Regions from separate parts of the Gossypium hirsutum genome. Here region 1 is linked to region 2. A link is a contact called in public Hi-C data. All regions are on one chromosome and are shown on one strand. Each heading gives the region's core, a stretch centred on a gene start, on an enhancer-like site or on the middle of the called end of the contact. The rest is flanking DNA. Distances are from core to core; before and after follow the strand shown. Region 1 has its middle 100 kb from the start of LOC107897836. Region 2 has its middle 62 kb from the start of LOC107897835.

Evidence for each region. Hi-C and Micro-C count contacts between places; a contact is called where the count stands out from the background.
Region 1: a Hi-C map of hypocotyl shows a contact between it and region 2, with 5 times the contacts expected there. The contact joins two enhancer-like sites. A contact is called at or near these places in 12 of 34 Hi-C or Micro-C datasets (anther, callus, hypocotyl and 2 more).

Annotation. Positions count from the first base shown.
Region 1 is chrA10:51,656,248-51,661,668 of Gossypium_hirsutum_v2.1, reverse strand. No RefSeq gene overlaps it. Among protein-coding and RNA genes, the nearest start is that of LOC107897836, 100 kb to the right of the region's middle. Within about 2 kb of position 1,943, at least 2 of the 9 cell types and tissues checked have an H3K27ac peak or open chromatin away from gene starts, as enhancers often do. A contact at or near this core is called in hypocotyl, where this site is marked.
Region 2 is chrA10:51,435,650-51,441,178 of Gossypium_hirsutum_v2.1, reverse strand. It overlaps the pseudogene LOC107897834. Among protein-coding and RNA genes, the nearest start is that of LOC107897835, 62 kb to the left of the region's middle. Within about 2 kb of position 1,503, at least 8 of the 9 cell types and tissues checked have an H3K27ac peak or open chromatin away from gene starts, as enhancers often do. A contact at or near this core is called in hypocotyl, where this site is marked.

The DNA.
Region 1 (5,421 bases), core at 694-3,193, 220 kb before region 2:
ATTTCTTGAAACTAAACAGAGCCTAATATTTTGTTTTTCATTTGAAACAGACTTCTAAACTTAAGAAGAATATGAAGGAAAAACAATGTCATGAATTTGAAATCATTGTAAACAGTTCTATGCTTTATCATTGTTTATGGTTTATCATCTTAACTTTGGAAGAGATGAAACTTTTTTTTTTTTTTTTTACTTGTGCCTAATATCTGTGGCTTCGATTATGCCCAGGTTCCTTCTGATATACCATCTGAAGAACATCTCCCTGGATGTCAGGTATTCCCCCGTCCCTGTATTTTCCAACTTTGGGCAATGCAAAGGAAAAAGTTCTATAAATGGATGCTGCACTAAAGACTTGTTGGCGGTGTCACTAGAATTGTAATCATATTGTCATATGATGTGGGAGGGAGGAAGATAAAGGTGTCACTGACAAATCGTATTTACTGCAGGATAAAGATACCGTTGATAATGGTTCATCATCATCCAATATGATAAGTTTCGAATTATCCAATGGTCATCCCTTTGACCCACATGTGGCAACAACAATGGATGATGATCAGTACGTAGAATATCAACTGGATGACTTGACAGGCTTCCCATGTAATGTGGAGGAAGAAGAGAGGGTGAGTTAAAACTCTCATCTTTCATTATGTCCAAAACAATTCATGGCTATTTAATCAACTTATAACCCTTCATCAGTTTTTTATTGATGGGTTCAGATGTTTATGGAAGCCATAATTGAGTCCTTAAAGGACTTAGATATGCGACAACCTCAGACAGAAGAGCAAGCCAAGGCTTGTGCTGATTCTTCAGAGTCTGCAAAGAAAGATGAAATAAATGGCAGGGATACTTGTTCCACCACGGAAAAGTCCAGTTCCTTGCCTCTAGAATCCACTTCCACTCAAGTGGTACATGATCAGGTACCTTTTGAGACACAATCCACCTTAGTAATCAATGGCTCCAATGTTGGCCTGGAGCATGCATCCCCTGATACTAGCGTGTCATCTTTGGGACGTGCATTTGATAGAGCTCCGTCAACCGAGGAAACAGTGAGCACATCCTGTGCTCGAACTGATTCATCAGCAAGTACCCAAAGTTCATCTGATGCTGACATGTCAGGTAGCACAAAAGCCACTGTAACAGTTGTAAGGAACCCCTCTAATAACATCATGGATGGTTTGATGCGTCGCTGGGATCTCAACTTCTTTCGAAACAGTCGATGAATGGTAAGATGAGCTTGTTTGAGTTACCTGGGGGTTGTATTATTTTTGTAACTAAGTATAGGATCCGTAGCTTTGTAAAATGTTACAAAAAGGGGGGGGGGGGGAAGAATGACTTGTGATGTGCTAAGAAATTTGGTTATAGTGTCATTGGCTTTCATTGTCTATTGTTTTTAATTTTTGGTGGAAAAAGATGTAATGTTTTTTTTTTTACTATTAATTTTTAGGCACAATTAAGGCATTGTATGGCAATACCCATTACCAAAAATTCTTTGATTTGCTCTGAATGTTATATGGTTGATGATATTTGCTTTTGCCATCTTCCTTTTCATTTATATATGTTTGATAATTGAGAACGGGATAAAATTATTAGGGACTGATCTTGTCTTGTCAGGTGAGTGGTTCATTTTCGTTTTCACAGGCAAGGTAGGCTGGACTTTTACAATGTTGAAACGACAGCGATTTGGTAGGAAATAATTAAGCAACATGACAGCTTACTTTTGAGCGTATGAAATGGTGGAAAGTTTGGGAATCAACTCTCCATCGAAGGTTTCTCCCTGCCAAGCTTAGGAAGTAACTTTCCAAGATATACCCCGAAGCTTCTCATCCATAGAAGAGGCCGAAGAGTTTGTCAACTCTGGAAGCCAACCGAGTTGTCATGCAATAGGCGCCTTTCGTGCCTAGGGCACTGACCCCTCGTTGCAATAGTCAATACTTTAGGGATCCTGGGAACCTTGAAGCGGTCCAAACATTTCGAAGACACATGCTTTTTGTCCGTACGGCAACCTTGGTCTCTCTTTGTTAGCCTGGTTTATTTTCCTCATTTGGAACCTCGACATTTCAATCACTTGTGTAACACTCCAAATTTTTGGTACAGTAAATGGTACTGCTCTGAGACTCAATACAATGAAATTTTGAAGAGAATTTGAAAACAAGTTCTATAAATGAAGTCTTAAAGAATCGCTTTGATTTTTAGAAGAGGAAATTTGAGAGAATGATTGTGAAAATATGAGATTTTGGTACAAAGGGACCAAATTATAAATTTTGAAAAATTAGAGGGCTACAATGTAATTTGATCAAGTTGAGAAAATAAGAGCCAAGGACATAAGGATGACTTATAATATGTTTTAATTTCATGGAATTCAATTTCAGGACTAAATTATAAAATTTAAGAAGTAAGGGGACTTAAAGTGCAATTTTTTTCAACAATGAAAAATTGAGTTAAAAGCATTAATAAGGTGTCATACTACTGGAGAAGTGAGTAAATCTTGTTCCATTAAATCTTGCTAGAAAAAAACCTTTTACTTTATTTCCATTATCTTCTTCATTTGATAAGGTACCAAGTAGGTTAATGAGAAAAAGGGTCAAATTGTAATATTTTATAAAATTTCAAATCAAGAATCAATACCCCTACTTGGTATTGATACTAATTTGAGCTTTGAAGTTTAGAAAAATTGAACAAAAATCAAAGGTATCAATAACTTTTTTAAAGTATCGGTACCTTCTACAAAGTATCAATACTTTACCCTTGTATCGATACTATTTTACAGTTCGATGTTTTGAAAAAAAAATACTAAAGTATCAATACCCTTCCTAAAACATCGATAACTCATAGACAATTTTCAAATTCTGCATTTGGTACCTACCTCATTCCAATCCATTATTAAACCATACCAATTCACATCTTAAATACCAATTCATATGCCTTATATGCATTCTATATGCCTTATATGCATTCTAACCAATATCAAAGCATGTCATCTTTAACTATGCATCAACAATTTATCCTTGTACCATTTCAACTAGGATCATAGACACATTGTTATACATTCAATAACATACTTATACCCTATTTCTATTAATTAACCAAATAATACCATTCAATCAAACTAAGCAATTTTTCAATGCTTAAATTCCTACCAAGCTCAATATATATATACCTAACATATCATTAATCTATCAATTTTCATACATCAACATTAGCACATATAATCAAATTATACCGAACTTCAATTACCAACTTAGTATATACATGTTTATAATCATATACTAATTTCAAATTCAACAATCCTAAACATAACAAAATATTAAGGTGACTCCACTAGGTACATGCCAACTAACAAAATAAAAAGGGGATTCACTAACATTGTTGAGTCTGGATTCTATTTGGATACTGAAGTCATTGTTCGAAATTTCACTTGAAACCTAACCCATGCACAAAAACAAAACGTACGCTGAGTAATAAACTCAGTGGTTTTTCTATAATCAAACATTATAATACAACTTAAATCAATTAAAAACACTTCATAGAAAGGCCATTCAATACCAATGTCAAACAACATGTTATAATGTACATTCCACTATATGAATTATTCCATTCAAGTTCAATTAACTAGTATAGGAGTATCATACACTATCACAACATATCTCGAATCGAACTGATCGATTTGTCTCAATTTCATACCAATCTTTCGTGCTTATAATTCGATTTACATAATTTTTCACATTATCCATCAATTTCATTTGTGATTATTAATTTTACATTTAAAATCCCTATTGACCTAACTCGAACTCGAACAGATACATTAATCCAACCAACACACCAATTTTGGCACCTAGTGTCTCATCGAAAAATCCTAAGTAAATAAATTGCATCTAGCGCTCATCGGTATAACCGAAGTAAAATTTGTGCCCAACATTCTTCGACACGTAGCCAAAGTAACCCATACTCAATCTATCCTATGACATGCCAAGTATATCTAAATTTGTCTAATCAATTAGTAGGTATTCATTTGTCCAATTCATAATATAGTTCAAATTTCACAATTTATCGTTTTTAGTTCATCAACCAAATTATCAATTCATAAGTATCATAGCATGATTCATTTGAATACAAAGTCAATTTTATATTTAAATCAATTTAAAATATTTTCAATTTTATTCAATTTAGTCCTCCATCTCAGTTATCAATCAAAATCGTATCAAGTCAACTCAATTTATCAATTTTAGCCCACCTCATAAACTTACCATGTAAAATAGAATAGATATACAACAATTGAAGTGGTTTGAATTATAGAAATACAAATCAGAAATTCCAAGCTATTCGTCGACGACTTTAGCTTTTTCTTTTCCTCTCGAGGAATATGGACTGGCGTTGGCTAAGAATTAACATAAATATATAATACCATCAATATTCAACCAAATTCACAATCAATTTTCATTTTATAAAAAAATAACATTTTACTCAATTTAGTCCCTAAAATCAAAGTTGTTATAACTTTTGAATTGGAGCTTCAATTTCGAAATTGATCTCAAATACACCCTTATATAACTTTATATTATCAATAATTACAGAAAATTTACACCAATTTCAAAATTTATACACTTTAGTCCCTATGTTAAAAAACTAGCAATTTAACATTACAAATTAGTTCTTTTTCACTTATAAGCTTAAAATCTATCAATTTAATACCTAAAAATTCAAGAAATCATCAATGGAAATATTCTAAAACTTTAAAAATTTTACAAATTGGTACACAGGCTAGCTAAATCAAGCTCTTAATACCTCAAAAACATATCAATTACAAGAAAAGGACTAAATTAACTCACCAACTGAGGGACTAAAGTTTGGAGCCCTAAACTGATTCCTTCCTCCTCAAAAATAGAGATTTCGATCCTTTGAAGAAAAGAAGAGAAACGATTTCTCTTTCTTTCTATGCTTTCATATATATTAGTTTACTTTTATAATTTATAATTTAATATAATTTTAATTTTAATACTATTTTAACAAGTTAGCATCCAACCATCCACTAATTCTAAAATGGTAAATTTTCCATTTTAGATCTTGGTTTAATTGCTATATAAATCCTTAAGCCTTTGGTCAATTATAAGTTTATAGTTGTAAACTTTTACAATTTAGTCTTTGAGCCCTAATTAAATATATTTTTGACTAAATTTCTCATCCAAAATTCAATTCAAAAATACAATAACTCTGTAAATATTTAATAATAATATTTACAGGTTTGATTTACGGAAAAGATGTCCCAAAATAGTCTTTTCTGACACCACTCAAAACCGAGTCGTTACATGACATATAAAAGTACGAGTTTGAAAAAAACTTTTTAACTAATGAGAATACCATTTATTTTTCATGGTATTATTAAATTCACATTTAAAAATAATTATAATATCTAATTTATAATTATTA
Region 2 (5,529 bases), core at 254-2,753:
GGGAAGCACGAGGGCTCATTCAGAATGGGCTGTGTTGGAAAGTTGGACGAGGGACTGAGATTGATGTCTAGACTGATTGTTGGATTCCTAGGTGTGAAGCCATTGGTAGGCCGAGAAGAGAGACAAACAGTGAAGTATTATTAGTTTCGAATTTAATCAATAGTACTAGCAGGACTTGGAAGCGAGATCTGATCAACAATACCTTTCAATCGGACATAGCGCAAAAATTTTTGAAGATTCCTTTAGCAGAGATAGAACATATAGACTTTCAGGTGTGGATGGAGGAACCTTCAGGGGAGTTCTCAGTAAGAAGCGCCTATAAACTATTACATTATTCTAGCTTGAATCCTAATATTTATTTATTACAGCCCGAAACAAAAAACTTCTATAGAAAACTATGGGATTTACAACTACCAAGTAAAATTAAGATACTAGTTTGGCGAATCTCCTGAAACTACATTCCTTCATTAGAAATCTAAGATTCAAGAAAGTAACAGAAAATGTTCGGTGTCCTCGGTGTAGACTCGAAGAGGAAGACAGTAGCCATATCTTTAGACTTTGTCCTGCAATCAGTGAAATATGGCATCTCATCAATCTCTCTTGGACTATAGTTCATAGAAATCAAAGTTTCTAGGAATGGCTAACCTAGGTTTTTGAAAGGAGTACAATGGAGCAATGTCGGTCCTTTTGCTGTGCGTTATGGTGCATATGGAATTCCTGAAATCAGCTCGTACATCAAAAGAAGAACATATCAGTTAGGGATTTAGCGAGGAAAGTCAGCAGTTACATAACAGAGCTGGATGGGATCCGAATGAAAACACTCACCTTTTCTACCAGAAGGGCCAACGGTCATACTGGGGCGACAGAGGGCATCACAGTTCAGTTTGATGCCGCTTTTGACAGAAGAAATGATAGATCGACCTCAAGTATAGTCGTTCGAGACCAGACGAGCGTTTTAAAAACCTCAAAGTCAGTTATACATAAGGATATCCCCACTCTATTCGCAGCAGAAGCCCTCGCAGGATTAGATGCCATTAAATTAGTAATAGAAATGGGGTTAACAATAGCAACAATAGAGGGGGATTCGAAAACAGTCATTCAAAAATGCCAATCGACAGACATGGACAAGTCGGTTCTTGGAGCGATTATTTATGACATACAGACTAGAAAATCCAAGGTTCAAGATGTCACTTTCCAGTTTATCCATAGATTGAAGAACATTGAAGCCTATAATCTAGCAAAAGAAGCGTTAGAGAGAAGGGAGGACTCATACCTGGTAGGGGAAATGACAATCCACAAAGCAGCAGACCTAGAGGCAAGATGGAGAGAATCTCTGGATTAAAGATGAATGGGAAAGGAGAAGAGAGTCGTTAAGGGTAGCAAAGTTTTTGATATTTTTGGGAATTGCTATCTGCAAAGGCGTGGTTATTGGGACATGAAAGGACGAGTAATGCATTAAATGGCCAGGCTGTTAGATGTGACTGGGAGATTTCCCTTTGATTTCCTTTTGTTTTATTCCATCATTTATTCTTTATTATTATTTTATCATCTTTGTTTCGAAATGGACTAGGTAATAGGGATGCCCAATTTAGGTTATTGTTTTGCTTGTATTGGCAGTCGGACCTGAGCCCAAATGTTAATTTGGGCATTGAATTTTATTCTATTAATAAAGAGCCCAGTTATATTATTCAAAAAAAAATATTCTGTTATGGTTTTTAGTTCATTTTTGTAACAGACGTTAAAATAAAATTGACTAACTAGATTATTTATTGGTTTTTTTAATTATTAATTTTCCTAAAAATATTGAATTTTCCCTAAACCATAGTCTATGTTCTTTTCACAAACATCGAGCAAGATAATTTATCACACGGTGTGTCTTTCTTTTCACCGTTCGGATTCCAAATGAAGGCTTGGAGCTCATTGAACCCTAAAACCAAATAATATGAGTTTTCTTCTTTGTGTTGATTTTTCCCTTTTTGATTTTCTTGTTTCGGTAACAAGCACTTGTTAGTTAGTGTTAGCAATTGAGGACTTGACAAAAATAAAGCATATAGAAAACTAGATTATGGTATCTTCTTCTTCTTCAAAGTGTAACCCATAATTTTTTAGTTTAAGAATTAAAAACATTAAATTATTTAATGGAATTAGTGGATTTTTCTTTTTGGTATTAGGATGATGATGAATAACAAAGATTTGATGGCGAAGAATTACCCAAATGAAGATGAAGAATTATCAAATGAGATAGTTTTGATGAAGGAGGATAAGATAAAAGATAAAGAAATACCCAAATGATTCTTAAAATTTTGTTAAAAAATTTAATTATTTTTTTACAATTTTTAGATTTTCAATATTTTTTTATATATTTATTTTTATATTTTTAAAATTTTATATCATTGTTGTTTGAACCAGACCAAACTAGTTGGTCAGACTAAGAATTGGTCTAGAAAATGACTTTGAATTAGTTAGATCGAGAATCGGTACAAACTGGTTGAACCAACTAAAAATCGATTGAATTAGGATTTTTAAAATTTTTCAATTTTTTTGAATTTTTAATAATTTTTTAATAAGACCGATTGGATTGGTCAAACCAGCGGACCGGTGGCCTGACCAGTTTGACCAATTATCCAGTTTAAAAAACATTGGTTTATATATATTTAATAAAAAAATTATATATTTTTATAAAAGAAAGATGTAGTTGGATTTGATTGGTCACCATTTTTTTAACTTACGTTAGTAAAATGGACTAAATACTACAACATAATGATACTTTAGGTACCAAATTGGACCAAAAAATATTTAACTATCATACAAGTAAAAAAGGTATACTTTAAGCGTTAAATCGTGAGTTAAGCTTTTCTTTTTGGCTTAATACTAATAAAAGCCCTCCAAATATTTTCAAAACATCAATTAATTTCATCTAAATCTTTTACACCCAATTAAGTCTTTCACTCTACAAAGTTCATCACTTAACCTTTTGTCTGTTAGATTTAATGAGTGACCATTAAATTCTAATGGTCTTGCTAACATGGCCATTAACTGTCGTTTAGTTAACTTTTGTAAATCTAATGTGGTGGCCCATGTCAATAATGATCATTGATATTACAGTACAACACGGAGAATTGAGCGAGTTGTTTAATGACTTGAAATTTTTAATATTGAATTTCATGAAAATTTGATAATATAATGTAAGGTTTAAAAAGAAATACTTTTTTGGGTGGTGAATTTAATATTTGAAATTCTAATTCTAGAGTAGAGTACTTATTGTTGTCGTTTTTTTAGCTAATGGGTCTAGATTGAGCTTGGATTAAATTGTAAAGTGATACGGCCAAGATCCGAGACTCACCAAGAGCTGACAAGGAACCTTTGGAGCTGTCCTTAGGGTCTATAACTCGAGCTTGAGCCAAGAGCTTCAAGGAGGCTATTTCGGCTCTAGTTGATCAAGTGTGGGGTGAAACCATTGTGGGGCACATCGAACGCTCTTGGACAAGTTCCACAAGAATGCCTTGCAACCTCCTATGAGACGATCTAGCTCATTCGTAGCTCATTAAGCTCGATTCTATCTCTTTTAATTTATGCATTTTCAGTTGCTGGAATAAGTAATTGATGCGTTTAGTTAATTTAGTTAATTTAGCTCAAGATAATAAATATGTTATAATCTGAACATGTTAAATGTGTCTTTGTTTAATACATGTTTAATAGTTGTTTTTTTAATGTATCTAAGTTTGAGAAAAATTAATTATATGATTCAATTAATTTGCCTTAGCCGCATTTAAGTTATCATAGCAGCCAAATTTAATTTGTCTTAGCTGACTTTAAACTTGTTTCAGCCACATGCATGGATAGTTGAATATGGGTAAGCTGATGATTTCTCTTCTCCAAGCATCCCTTTGTGAACACCAAGAGCCAAAGGTGAGCTGCTGTTTTCTCTTCTCCAAATTGCCCTATTGTGGACATCAACAGCCCAAGTGCTTTCACACTTGCTGGAAGTTCCTTTCACACTTGTTGTCTATTTGGTTTTGAGTATTCACACACAAAGGCTACTTAAATTCATTTGTTCACACTTAAAGGCCATTGAAGTGCCCCAAGCTGACATTTAAGAGCTCAAGACTAATCAGCTCATCAAGCCAATTCATTAAATCATGTACACACCTCTTGGTCGAACCTAAGCAAGTCCATTCAACTCATCATGACTTCAATTAAGCCAAGTTGACCTTGGAAGCTTCAAGGGACGTTCTAGGAAGCTTCATTGAAATTTTAGCTCAATTAAGCTGAACACAAGCTGTCCATTTAGTTAAGTAAGTGTCCATTCGGCTAGCCTATGTATTGAGCTATAAATATGAAGCTCATTAGTTGTAATTCAGACTTTTGATATTTTGATGAATATTGTTATCTTTTTGAGTTTAATTCAACTCTCAATTCTCATTTAAGACTTAAGCTGACTTATCTAGCTTACTAGTGGCGTCTACCTTGATTCTTTGTGAACTTATCACTCATCGAGTGTGGCATTCAACCCTTCAGACCTCTGGTTCCTATCTTTTAATAGATTGCTGGTCAAGGTTCATTCTATCACTTTTCTATCAACTTAAGTGCCTTATAAGTCTCGGGTCAATACTCACTTATAGTATTTGTGACAGCCCAAAATTAACCCTAGTCGGGAAGTGGTTTCGGGACCGCTAAACCGAGTCACCGAAAGGTTTGAATGTGATGTTTATTGTCTAGAATATGTAATCATGAATGTGTGAAAATTTCAAGCTTCGATTTAGTCGATTGCATGTGAATTTAGTCAATAGGACTTATATGAGAAAATTTTAAAATGTGATAGGTCAATGCATGAGGACCTATTAGTGCATGTGGAAGAAAAAGGGGACTTGCATGTCAAATTCCCTCTCCCTAATATGTAGTGGCCGGCCATGCTATGGGTGGAAACATGTCACCAACATGTTGTGTTAGTGATGTATGGTAAGGAAAATAAAATAATAAGCATGATAATTAAATAATGAAAGGAAGGGTGATGGAAAAAAAAATAACATGGTCTCACCCCCTTGTTGCCGTGAATTGAAGAAAGAAAAAAAAAGTGTTCATTCTTGAACATCCTTGGCCGAATAGAGGAAAGAAAGGAAGGGGAAAAAGCTTGAGAAAATCGGCTATGGTGGTTTGCTAGACTAAGGTATGTTTGATATTATTCTTTGAGATTCATGTATATTTTAAGTTGTAAGTGAAAATCTACCTAGCCATGGTTCAAATTTTGTTAATTGATGGAGATGATATTCGGCCATGAATGTTACATTCTTGGTTGGTATTTTGATGTCTTTGGTGATGAGGTATGAAGATGGTTGATTTTGAGTGTTTAATAAAAAGGATGCATGAATTATTGTTAAATAATGGTCGAATGTAGCATGATTAAAGATGTGAATAAATTGAAGTTAAGGAGGTTGTCAATGAAAAATATGAGTTGGATGAGGCTTAAAGAATAAAAATCTAGGTGACTAGAGGTCAAGGACATTCGGTCATAGGCTTGTATGCTAGCAA